Regions from separate parts of the Triticum aestivum genome. Here region 1 is linked to region 2. A link is a contact called in public Hi-C data. All regions are on one chromosome and are shown on one strand. Each heading gives the region's core, a stretch centred on a gene start, on an enhancer-like site or on the middle of the called end of the contact. The rest is flanking DNA. Distances are from core to core; before and after follow the strand shown. Region 1 holds the start of LOC123181108 (cold-responsive protein kinase 1). Region 2 holds the start of LOC123167677.

Region 1 (6,501 bases), core at 3,433-5,932, 170 kb before region 2:
GTTTTCAGAAGAAAGATGGATACCGATTCAAGTAGGTACTGTGTTTCAGGCTCCAGCCTTGTATCATTGCTCTTCCGACCACTTATTATTTCCAGAATGACTACGCCAAAGCTGTATGTGTCAACCTTCTCTGATAGTTGGCCATGGATTGCGTACTCAGGAGCAGTGTAACCCCTGTTCAATAGTAAAATATAATCATCAGAAAAATAGGCTAGATGTCCAATGTAATATTTGAATGTTCAAACTTACAGTGTTCCTGCAAATTTAGTGCTGAGATGGCTATGATCATCAGGTAGGAGCCTTGCCAAACCAAAATCAGCAATCTTAGGCTGAAAGTCATCATCAAGAAGAACATTGCTAGATTTAATATCACGGTGTATGATACACACATGGAACTCTTCATGAAGATATGCAAGGCCACGAGCCATGCCAACAATGATGTTAAATCGTTGCTTCCAGTTAAGTGTTCCACGTCTCTCACCTGTTATACCAGAATGTGTGAATGTGAGGTCATTATTTAAGAGGTGCAAGTCAGCACTGTCACAAGCTAATCAACTCGGTTTGCAAGATAAACTGAGTAATTGCCTTCCCAAAAACTTAAACAACGAATATCAGACACACCATATAGGATATTTTCCCACATGTCAAGTAAATGACGAAGCAAGGATCAAAGGAGCATACCGAAGAGGAACTTGTCAAGGCTATTGTTTGCCATATATTCATAAACAAGCAGGCATTCGGAACCCTTGCGAGAACAACCAAGAAGCCTTACAAGATTTCGGTGATGAACATTGCTAATCAACTTCACCTCACTTTCAAAATCTGCTTTGGCCCTGCTGGTTTGCATTACTGTCAATCTTTTTACTGCAACAGTTTTCCCATTTTTCAGCAAACCCTGTTAGAAAGACAATTTTGAATTATCATTTTGCAATAAACTAATAAAGTACTGCAAAAGGCAACTTGGTGATCAGTGACCAGAATATTCTTATTCTGTTTTTCCGTTGTGTAGCATTGCCTTTTGTCTGCAAATCTTCGTGAGTGGATTAAACATTTGAAGATCACTATACCTTAAATACATCTCCAAAACCACCTTCTCCAAGTTTATTTTTCTCACTGAAATTATTGGTTGCAACCTTAAGATCATGATAGTAAAAACTGGTTGGACCTTGTAGTTCCGTTGCTCCAAGTATATCACCTAAAAGAACATACCGGCATATGAGGAAACACAGACGCAAACAAAGATTAATCATTCTTTTCCAATTAACTTTCCAGAAACAAATTAGTGCGCAAAATACGGCAACTTTTAAAAAAATGTAGCTAATAACACTTGCAAATGTCAAACCAATGTAAATGTTCATGGCTAAACTCCAATACATTTAATAAAGTATGCCCTTGTAAAATTAGGCAATTCCTGGAGTTTCCATAACCTGGTTGTTCTGAATAATGCTTGGACAAACAGAACCTGTCCCTACCAATCAACACTTTATGTTTACTTGAATAGTGCAACACAAATAACAGAAAAAGGAGACAATATCAAGAGAAAAGGAGAACAGAACACATACAAAATTAAAGGTCTGCAACATAACTATAAATTATGGGATAGGTACAAAGGTGCGGCCTGGAACCCAGAGCACATGCTCCTGCCTCCTGGCTAGAAAATAGTTTCAGAATGTAAAAAATTCTGAAATATGTACGTTCTCTGGTCACTTTATACTTGTAAATTCTAAATATACGACCAAATTTGTCTTGGACAAAAGAGACAAATGGTTGTAGTCAAACTGTTCAAACAATAAGTTGAACACTATCCTTTTGTGAGGGTAGATTTCATTATATTTTTGCATGAATTTTGCAGGTGCTCATTTTATAACATGATGCACATCTGTAAACATTTTGAGGTCACTTGAAGATGCACAAGTAGGCAAAAACCCATATCTCAAGCACACAACCTTGCATGTACGGAATCCACTTTATATTTAATATCACCAAATCTGTCTTTGTTCCATGGTGCAAAAATGGTCGCTTTTATGAAAATTCACAGGCATATAAAGGAGCCTAACATTTGAATTTATATTTTTCCAAAATTCTTTTATGTTCTGAAATGCTTTTTCTAAAGTATACAACAAATTCTAAACACAGTTTTTAAATTTATCGTTCACTGCAGGAGGACGTGCCACCAAAAACATTTTTGTTCCTTTAGACATTATGATACAACAGAGAGGAAATCAAAGTGTGTGGGGCACAACTATGAAAACATGTCTACTTCTTCCTTTGGAAAAAATGCAACGTCAATCTTTATATCCAGGGAATTCCGTAGGATGTAAATTATCAACTGCGATTAATTACATACCTGCCTTAGTAATCAAAGGCAGTCTAGTTATATACCTGCCTTAATAATCAAAGGCAGTCTAACTATATTAGAAATGGAAGTGATTCGGATAGCACTGAAAATCTTGTGTATCATGCCGGCATCAATAGATGATTGATGACCATTGGTGATAGCTACACACTGCATGTCATCATCCTCACAGGACAATAGTGGCATGACATTGCAGATGTTCTCATGAAAGGCAACACAGAATTTACAAAATCACTTGACTACCCAAGAGACGGTTCCATGATAAATGACAGCAACTTTGACCATGTTACTAAGATTAGACTGAAAACTTGACAAGAACCAAAGAGCTTTAACTTCACAAAAACAGCATTTACCTCTCCGAGGCTTCTGCAGCTTCCTAGAACGACGGATCCACAACAAAGCTAGTAACCCTAGAAGCAACAGGAAGGCTACACCTCCCAAAATTCCTCCTATGATGGCTCCCTTCCCTCTTGATTTTCCTGAACCAAATCATGAATTGTGAGATCTGAACTGAAGACGAACTTTCAATTGGAACCTTTTTCTTCATTTATTTTTTTGTAAAATTATACAGCAATCAAATTATCATTAAAGTTCAAGCCAACCCGACGACTGGTGCAAATTAACATGCCTTTATATTACTAACAAAAATAGAGAACTTCAAGGTTCAATCTCACCCCAAACATTGGATTCCAAATGTACAAAAATATGACCCCGGAGGATCGAAAGCTGAAGTTTTAACTTATTTTCTCATGCATCACATAACTAATTCTCCATGAAGTCCTCAATCTGCTGCTTCTACACACCCCCTATACCAAAAGTTTTGCACATAATCTGGCCAATCAGTGCAGCAAATGTTTCTAATTTTTTTCCTAGATTCAAATCTCCCTGGAACAGAAGCATTATAATTGTTATCGATAACTGATCTGGTAATCATAACTATTTTTAAGAGTTATAATTCCATTTGTTACCCCCTAAGTTTCACGTTTGCAACAGCAAATACCTCATTTAGCAGATTTTTCACATTTTTACCACATTTAAGCAAACCTGTCAGAACGTTGAAAAAATAAATAAAAAGGAGTAAAATGTGGCACAAGTCTGCTTAAATGGGGTAAAAATGTGAAAAATCTGTTACATTGGGTAATTGCTGCCACAAACGTGAAGCTTAGGGGTAAACAGTGAAATTAACTATATCTCTAATTTGCAACGTAGGACTAATAACTGCGGAAAAGATTAGGACAATTTTAAACAAGGATATGCTGCAGCAATGAGACTTTGGGAACTCGTCGATAAAAATCTGTACCGGTCGTGCAAGCAACAAACATGGACAGCGAGCCAAAGATGGCCTCGTTACACCGCAAAACTATAAAAAACTTCTCGAAGCTAGTAGTATGTTAACAACTCACGCAAAACACGAGGATGAACTCACCAGAGCGCAAGTATGCCGCCAGGTCTACGGTGGCATTAGCTGGGAAGAACCGCTTATCAGAGTACTTCATGAAGCATCCGGCGTCCACGGCGCGGCCGTCGGAATTGGGCGAGCAGCCGCCAATGTTCCTAGAAGCCACCTGCAGGCACTGCGCGCAGCCCCCCGCCCCGACCGTCTCCACGCACTGCGCCATCGCGTACACGCCGGCCCCCGCGGCGGCCGCGGCAAGCCTCGGGGCGCGCGGCACCGCGGCCGCGAGGTCGCCGATCAGCGCTCGCACCGCGCCGTCGAAGCCGCCGCCTGCCACGGCGGAGCCATTGCAGAGCTGCGTGTTGCCGGGGAGCGTGGACTGGTCGAAGAAAGCCGCGCTCTCGTACCGTATGACGCAGCCGTCGAGGATGGCGCGCCCGCCGTTGGCGGCGCCGCAGGAGGCGCGGATGCGCGCCGCGGCGGCGTCGAAGCAAGCGACGCAGTCCCTCCCTGTGACGTACGGGCGGCACTGCGCCAGCGCGAACGCCGGCGCGGCGGCGCGCGGCTCCGAGGCCGTGGCGAAGCCCCCGGCGGAGAGGTTGGCGCGGAGCTTGGCGAAGGTGGAATTGAGGGCGACGAGGAAGGCGGCCGTGGGCGTGGCGTTGTACTGGCTGCACCCCAGGTTGAGCAGGATGGCCTGCGGGTCGGCGACGGCGGACGGGGCCAGCGCGGAGGCGAGTGCCAGCACTAGAGCCGGCAGCAGCGGGAGGCAAGCCATGCGGTGCATCGGCACCGCCGGCTGCCGGAGGGAAGGGGGAGGAGATATCGCCGTGGCCGCTGGGTTTTGGACGAGAGCGGCGCGGCAAGGGTGGTGTGATGGGGGATGGATTGATTTGTGTTGAATGGCCGGGTCGGGAAGTGTGGAACAGCTGATTGGTTCGAGGTGGTATAAATATTGGGATGAGCGATAGTCCTGTGTCACGTCCAGCTTCGTTTTAATAATTTATTTTCAAGAAGCAATCTCACTCTCTCTTGCATTGCATGTCGCCGGATTCCGAATGCCTTTGTTTAATCAGAACTGAAAACGGCTGAGGTGTTCGGTGGCGTGAATGTGTTGACGATCGGCTGCTATTCTTGTGATTGTTGGGCACTAGCTTGGTTCCTTGCTAAAAAAATTGACCGTCTATGCGAACATACTCCAAGATTATTGGGGAAGCAGAGGGTGCAACGATTGTAATGTGAGAGCAAGTATAATACTCCCTTTGTCCTAAAATATAAGAACGTTTTACTACACTAATGTCAAAAACATTCTTTCTCGCAAAAAAGAGAGTCAAAAACGTTCTTATATTATGGGACGGAGGGAGTAGATCCTACTCAGGAGGCTATAAGATGTTCCACATCAGCAAAATCCTAATTGGAGGAAAGAGAAGGCAAGAGAGAGAAGGGAGCGGGCTCTCCATGTATCCTTGGGCTACAACACAAGCTACGATGACATCGAGCCAGCATGCAGCCGGTGGCAAGACTAAAGACAGACGCTTATTTCTACAAGCCAATCAATATACGTTTCCTTTGCCCATCTTGGCATGCATGCATTGAATATTATAGCTTATCTGTAGCGAGCTTATTATATGAGTACTTTTATAGGAAGGCTACAACAAATGTGGCACTAGCATAGAGCCGGCAACGGGCTCTTCTATTAAGCATGCTCTGAAAAGAGTTGGAGTGATTTGGGAGCAACTAACCAGCGGGTGGCCCCACTCATGTTCCCAACCTTAGCTGACACCAACGGTCTCCTCCATGATGTCGTCTCGGTCCCCTCATCTCCTCCGCCTTGCGGCCTCGTCGACAGCAAAAGAAGTGGGGTCCACCCATTTTCTTTTTTTCTTTGGTTTTGTTTCCCTAACGACGGACGTGTTGGGGAACGTAGTAATTTTAAAAAAATTCCTACGCACACGCAAGATCATGGTGATGCATAGCAACGAGAGGGGAGAGTGTTGTCCACGTACCCTCGTAGACCGACAGCGGAAGCGTTATCACAACGCGGTTGATGTAGTCATACGTCTTCACGATCCGACCGATCAAGTACCGAACGCACGGCACCTCCGAGTTCTACACACGTTCAGCTCGATGACGTCCCTCGAACTCCGATCCAGCCGAGTGTTGAGGGAGAGTTTCGTCAGCACGACGGCGTGGTGACGATGATGATGTACCACCGACACAGGGCTTCGCCTAAGCTCCGCAACGGTATTATCGAGGTGTAATATGGTGGAGGGGGCACCGCACACGGCTAAGAGATCTCAAGGATCAATTGTTGTGTCTCTGGGGTGCCCCCTGCCCCGTATATAAAGGAGCAAGGGAGGAGGAGGCCGGCCCTAGGAGGGGGCGCACCAAGTGTGGAGTCCTACTAGGACTCCCTAGTCCTAGTAGGATTCCACCTCCCATATGGAATAGGAAAAGAGGAAGGGAAAAAGAGAAGGAAGGAAGGGGGCGCCCCCCTTCCCTAGTCCAATTCGGACCAGACCAAGGGGAGGGGTGCGGCCACCCTTGAGGCCCTTTTCCTTCTTTCCCGTATGGCCCAATAAGGCCCGATACGTATTCCCGTAACTCTCCGGTACTCCGAAAAATACCCGAATCGCTCGGAACCTTTCCGAAGTCCGAATATAGTCATCCAATATATCGATCTTTACGTCTCGACCATTTCGAGACTCCTCGTCATGTCGCCGATCTCATCCGGGACTCCGAACTCCTT
Region 2 (5,775 bases), core at 2,516-5,015:
TTGGGGCCGTTTTAATTACTCCGGCTTTCAAGTTATCCATGAACCCCTTCCTTTCTCGAAGTCTCTGGTCAAGGCAACATAAACAGTTTCCAAATCCCAATCCGTCGTCTCGTCCTCCGCCGGCCTTGGGCGAGCCGCTCCGCCCCGCCGTAGGGCCTCACTGACCGGAGCTCCTACCAACCACTGCGGCAAGCCCATACCACCGTTGGCCACGTAGGCTCCTTGATTGAGGTAATCCCACGGCCACGGCCACGCGGCACACCCGACTTTCCTCGCTTTCCCTCTCCCCTCAACCAGCTAGGAAGAAGGTGGGGTGGGGTCAGATGCCGGTGAATCCTCCGGCATCGCCCCATCGGAAAGATCGGATCTTGGGGCCTTGAGAGCGGGGGAAATCGGTGCTTCTTGGGTTCTAGGGTTGTATCGGGCTAGGGCCCCTTTCCTTTTATTTCGCCTTCTTTCTTTCTTTCTTGGGGTTGCGGTGTAGTTTCAAGTTTGAGGGGCGACGGGAGTTTGTTTACGATGAGAAAATTCGACATAGTTTATTCAGGCTCTAATTCTTGTGCAGGTGGCTGATTGTTTCAGATCGTCTCGCTCACAAAATTGCGATCAGTTTCTTGATTTGTTTTGCTACTGAGACTGGGTAGTCAAATTCAGGGGATTGTGTATATTCTGTTGGCCTGTCTTTGAGGATGGCTGAAGCATGCCCTGATAGTCGGCGATGCCTACCTGCTTGGATGATGAAACCCTGCTCGAGTAATGAGGTGTCAAAGACTGAGCATCGGAATAAGCAGTCGGCGGAATCTGATAAGGGATCAGGGGCTCTAGATCAGGCTAAGCCCATCAGAAGGCAGAAAAAAATTGTGGATCCAGAGGATGCTGGTGGACTGAAGGCGTTGCAGCGATGCCAGGGTAAAGAAAAGGCCAGGAGAAAGAGCAAGGATGCTGATCGTGCTGTCACGGATGAATTTGGCGAAATCGAGAAAATAACTTGTAAGAATGAGAGGAAAGTTAGTGGAAGAGCTGCTCCGAAGAATAGCAGGAAGCGGATGCTGGAGGATGTGGGATCAGATGCATCGTCATCAGGAATAACTGATGATGAGATGGAGCTCAGTGCTGGCAATTCCAGAGCTTTGCAACGATGTCAGGGTAGAGAAAAGACCAGAAGAAAGCGCGACAGTGCTGATTATTCTGCCAAAGATGAACTTGAAGAAATTGAGAAAACAACTCGTAAGAATGTGACAAAAGTGACTTGCAGAGCTGCTCCAAAGAATAGCAAGAAACAAAAGCCGGATAATGTTGGATCAGAAACATTGTCATCAGGTACAACTGATGATGAGATAGAGCTTACTGTGGAAGATCTTGTGAGCATAGCTGAAGAGGTAAACCATAATTCTTATTGCATTTTTGTTGTTTTACTTGTCTTCAGGTTTGACACATCTTCTGGTGGTGTTATGCAATTCCCCTTAAATACGCTGGTTCCTGTTCATTACCTCACTGAACATCTGAGAATTATGCACTGCGTGCCAATTTATTAGCTTTATTGTTGATTGGCGCAGGCAGATCTAGTACAACTCATTACTTGTTTTATAGAAATAATTGGAAAAAAAATGACCTTTGCCAATAGGCAATGGCCCCATTATGCTTAGGAGTGACCCTAGTGAATACTTTTCATGGACCGATCTGGCTTGCACCTTGATAATATTTGTGCATGCAACTCTCAAGAGACAAACATGCACGGTGTAGGCAAACTCTTGTTTTTCAGTCCAGTCCTATCATTAGTTTGAAGACATGATTAAGCATGATGTTTCATTTCTAACTTCTCTGCCAAAGCTGAAGCTTAATAGGAGACTTATTCTGACTGCTAATGACATCTTCTCCATTGAATTGAGGTCCTAATTTCATTGTGCGGCAGAAAATAATTTACCAACTTTTCGCCCCTTTTTACATTTTCTGGCTGCTTAGCAAACCAGCAATCCTGTTCGAAGTTTTGCTTTGAGTAACTATAAGTATACCACTGAAGGTATTCTGATGCATTTACATGATGCAGATTGTAAATGCTGATAAAGAGAAGCTACAAGATATACGGGCCACAAAGACAGCCCGCTATGAAGAGCGTCCTCCACGGCCTCCAATCTCTACTCCTGCTGATACAGGAGGATCAACATCAAGCACTTGGTCAACAAAGGGGTTGATGCAGTGCACGGCAGCTACTACCACAGATGAAACTCCAAGCGAGTGCAGAGTAGACAAGAACAAGAGACATGAAGAACCAGAGCGTCCACCAAGTATCAAAATGACCGGTGATGTTGCTGAGGATATGATGAACATATTGCTCGGACCCCTGTGGAATAGTGAACCTGCAGCCTATGAATATAAACCCGAGGCTGTGGTACCGAGGACCGTGAACGTGAATCTTGCGCCGCAGCGGAAAAACGATTGGCAGAAGACTGTAGCACAAGCGCAGGGGGCACCTGTGGCGAAAAAGAAAAGCAGCCTGAAAGATATGGTGGCCTTTTTTCTTGAGTAGAGCAAAGTTGAAGTGCTGAACTGCATACACTAGCAGCCTGGGAGCATTGTTATGCCGATTAGCTGGTTCCACGCATGTGCATGGCCTGTAACTATTGTCCATTTGTCCCGCGGCGTTTTAGTCCACGTGTAAATTATATTATTTTGGTAGGATAATAAGTCGCTTTTCTTTTCCTTTTCGGGGGACAATAATGTTGGTCATTTGTACAGTAGTATGTTCTTGCCTTCAAGTTGAAGATGTTTTATACTGCCTGTGCTGTCATTGTCATCTTACCTTTTATGATCTTGACTGTGTTCAGGTTCAGGTAAGAACCACAGGTTTAGCTTTCATGGATGATTAAAACCATATTTATTTTGATTTATATTTTTGCTCTTTATAGTGGAAGTCCCTCAACTGCAGTGCTGGATAGATGCCTTCCCAGTTGTTTTGCCGGTTTTGGTCATTGTTGAGCTCAGAATCAGCTTATGTGAGTGTACATTTGAGCAAAAATGGGGGCATTTGTTTTCTCTAGAGTGAGCTTTCAGATAAATTTTGTGAGGCAAATGTCTTTGTTAAAATCCATTTAGCTATAACATCAGAGCTATATCCATGTCAATGTCCTTATGTCCTTGTGCTTCAAGTGTTTAGCTCCTTGGACTCTATTTATAATTTTGATTGTTGCATTCTTGAAATCAGTGTGATACTTGTGGATGTGTTGTCAAGATAATATTGCAAGTTAGTAGATCATCATGCTACTCTTATCACCACAGACCCGGAACAAAAGATAATGCTGCCCCTGAAAAGACAGCGTTGCAGCCATTGGTCATGTTTTGTCATAGCTTTCTGGTTCACCATCTTCCTCCTCTCGCAACCGACTGTCGTGCTGTTGTACCGCCGATGAAACCACCACACCTGAGTTTAAAAAGTAGAAGGGGCTCCCAGTTCACCTATACGGATAGGAAAATGTCGCCCGACTTATTAAGGACAGTATAATCGAGCCTAATCCCAGCCCTCTCACGCCCTCTCCATTTCTGGCCGTCCGATCTCACACCAGAGTAAGTTTTGATCGTTGGATTGTGCTGTTGTTATTCCACGTTTTACCGCTAAGTGGGCCGGCTGTCCTGAAGGGCAGCTACTCCGGTGGAAAAATCGCTACATTCTGGTTAATTGGGCCGGCCACCTGGTGAAGCCCACCTACCCCTTCGACCCGACGACCCATCTCTCACGGTGCCTCGTTAACCCTAACGGAACGGAAGAGGCACCCAGCCAGTCTACCTAGGGGATGGCAAAGGCGCATGTCGCGGCGGCGGCTCTATCCCCCGACGGCGGGTACACGTCGGACACGCACGACGAGGGCCGGCTGCAAGAAAAAGAAGGAGATGGTAGACGATTCGCCGCCACCGACCCAGGTCCCAAACCAGTGGGTCGTCACAACTCCCTGAGCGACCGCGTCAGCGAGTGGGTTAGTACCATTGACAGCGAAAGCCTCTTCATCGCCGAGGAGGAGGACGTCGCTGTCGACGACCAGAGCAAGGACCTCACGGACTACGTACGTAGCCCGCCCGCGTCCCATCGTGGCCGGGGAGGAGTCAGGTAGGAGCAAAAATGCTAAACGCACGGGCTGTTTACTGCCTTTTACGGGCTGCTTCTATTTAACTAAACCTGCCCCCCCCCCCCCCCCCCCCCCCCCCCCCCGGGCCCAATCTCTCCCCTTAATCCAATCAGGCCCTGCCAACTCAGACTCACTCCGTAAAAGCCCCGTATTGAGCCCGTCAACGTAGGTACTTCATAATTATATTAGTAGTGAATCTTCAATTGCAAGATGCAGAAGAACAGGAGTAGTGAATCATCAGACTTACATTTTGGTAGCATGTGCACTTCATAATTATATTAGTAGAAGCACTGCTTATATTAGTAATTTATTAGTACATACTCTCCAATTCACCATGCCTGAACATTTTGACCGGTGTACCCTGATAATTTATTAGCTTTGTGATCGATCAACATATCGTTTAGAACCCAAATGTACTGTTATCTGAAGCTTATTATTTTATCGGTGTAATTAGCATGCTGATGATTGTACTCTCCAGCTCTCCAGGCTTGAACATTCTCGTCAGTGTAACCTGATCATTTCCTAGCTTCTTCATAATTGGTTAGACCATCAGATACTACATCGCCGATTTTCCGGTAAACTACTACAGTATCATTTTCCAATTTCAGGTATGAATATTGTATTATTGCATGAAACCAATACTATAGGTACTGTATAATCGGCATCTAAATTTCTCAATGTGAAGCGAACTTACACCAAATATGATTAAATTTGACAATTTGTACCAAATATGATTAAATTTGACAATTTGTGCTTACCTCTTTGTTGGGGCTTGTAGGATTATTGTGATAACTAAATGTAGAATTCTCTTGTGGGCGAGAATATGTGTTGTAAAAAAATTCTGAAGTATTTGTAGTGCCTATTTTATTTTCTCAAATATATTATTTTTTCCTCAATATTTCTATTTTTGAGATTTTGTGGCGGGGGCCTTTGCGAGAGAACTTTTTGTAGGAGCCAAAAGTGGTCACGATCAATCACAACATGTATCCAACTATCCATCAACCATTCTAGAGACTCATACACTTAGACCCAAACATGAACCAGCTACAAGTCCATCGGACCTAAGAAAAAAGATCAACACACTGCTTTCTTGCAATCCAGTAGGATTCCCCTCTTCAATTACATACCATGGTTTGTAAAATGAAGGAGATAAGCACGAGAGGCAAAAAAGCACAACACCATTCCAAAAGCATTGGAAACAATTATATACAGATTGCTTCCTATCCCTAAAAATTATAGAGCCAAATTAGACGAGCGCGGCAACGCGCGCCTTTAATGATCTAGTCCATACAATAAGGTGGATCAAAAGCAAACATTCGGATGATGATGCAAACGTCCATCCATCGACAGCAGTAAGCAATAACTGATTAAATACATCTCACTGAGCAGGAAAGAGATCACCTATGTTCTGTTAGTCTTTCTAATCAACTCGCGCTGCGTACTCTTGTTCTGTTATGTTCCAGTTGACAAAGAGCACAGATAGCAGAATATAAGTCAGCAAAACATTGGAAACATCTTCAAGGAAATGGAAATGCGGAAATGCAATTCGGCTCTCGGGTGCATTTGCTCCTGAAATATGGACCATAAGTTCTCCTCGTGATGCCAGAAAGGCGTTGTATATTGAGTGTATTCGGTAGCATCAACTGATTTATGGAAC

What was found. A called contact is a pair of places that touch in the nucleus more often than the background predicts.
Region 1: a Hi-C map of leaf shows a contact between it and region 2, with 4 times the contacts expected there. The contact joins the promoter of LOC123181108 here to the promoter of LOC123167677 in region 2. A contact is called at or near these places in 2 of 5 Hi-C or Micro-C datasets (both in leaf).

The regions. Positions count from the first base shown.
Region 1 is chr1D:223,759,183-223,765,683 of IWGSC CS RefSeq v2.1, reverse strand. LOC123181108 (cold-responsive protein kinase 1) reads right to left here and starts at 4,682. Exons shown (of 8, transcript XM_044593333.1): 1 at 3,783-4,682; 2 at 2,710-2,835; 3 at 1,068-1,195; 4 at 682-895; 5 at 250-481; 6 at 24-174. The coding sequence starts at 4,539.
Region 2 is chr1D:223,589,879-223,595,653 of IWGSC CS RefSeq v2.1, reverse strand. LOC123167677 reads left to right here and starts at 3,765. Exons shown (of 2, transcript XM_044585535.1): 1 at 3,765-4,099; 2 at 4,597-4,979. The coding sequence starts at 3,789. The coding sequence ends at 4,633. LOC123181107 reads left to right here and starts at 27. Exons shown (of 3, transcript XM_044593332.1): 1 at 27-231; 2 at 566-1,379; 3 at 2,048-2,788. The coding sequence starts at 690. The coding sequence ends at 2,527. LOC123181106 (a long non-coding RNA gene) reads right to left here. Exons shown (of 5, transcript XR_006491494.1): 5 at 5,280-5,775.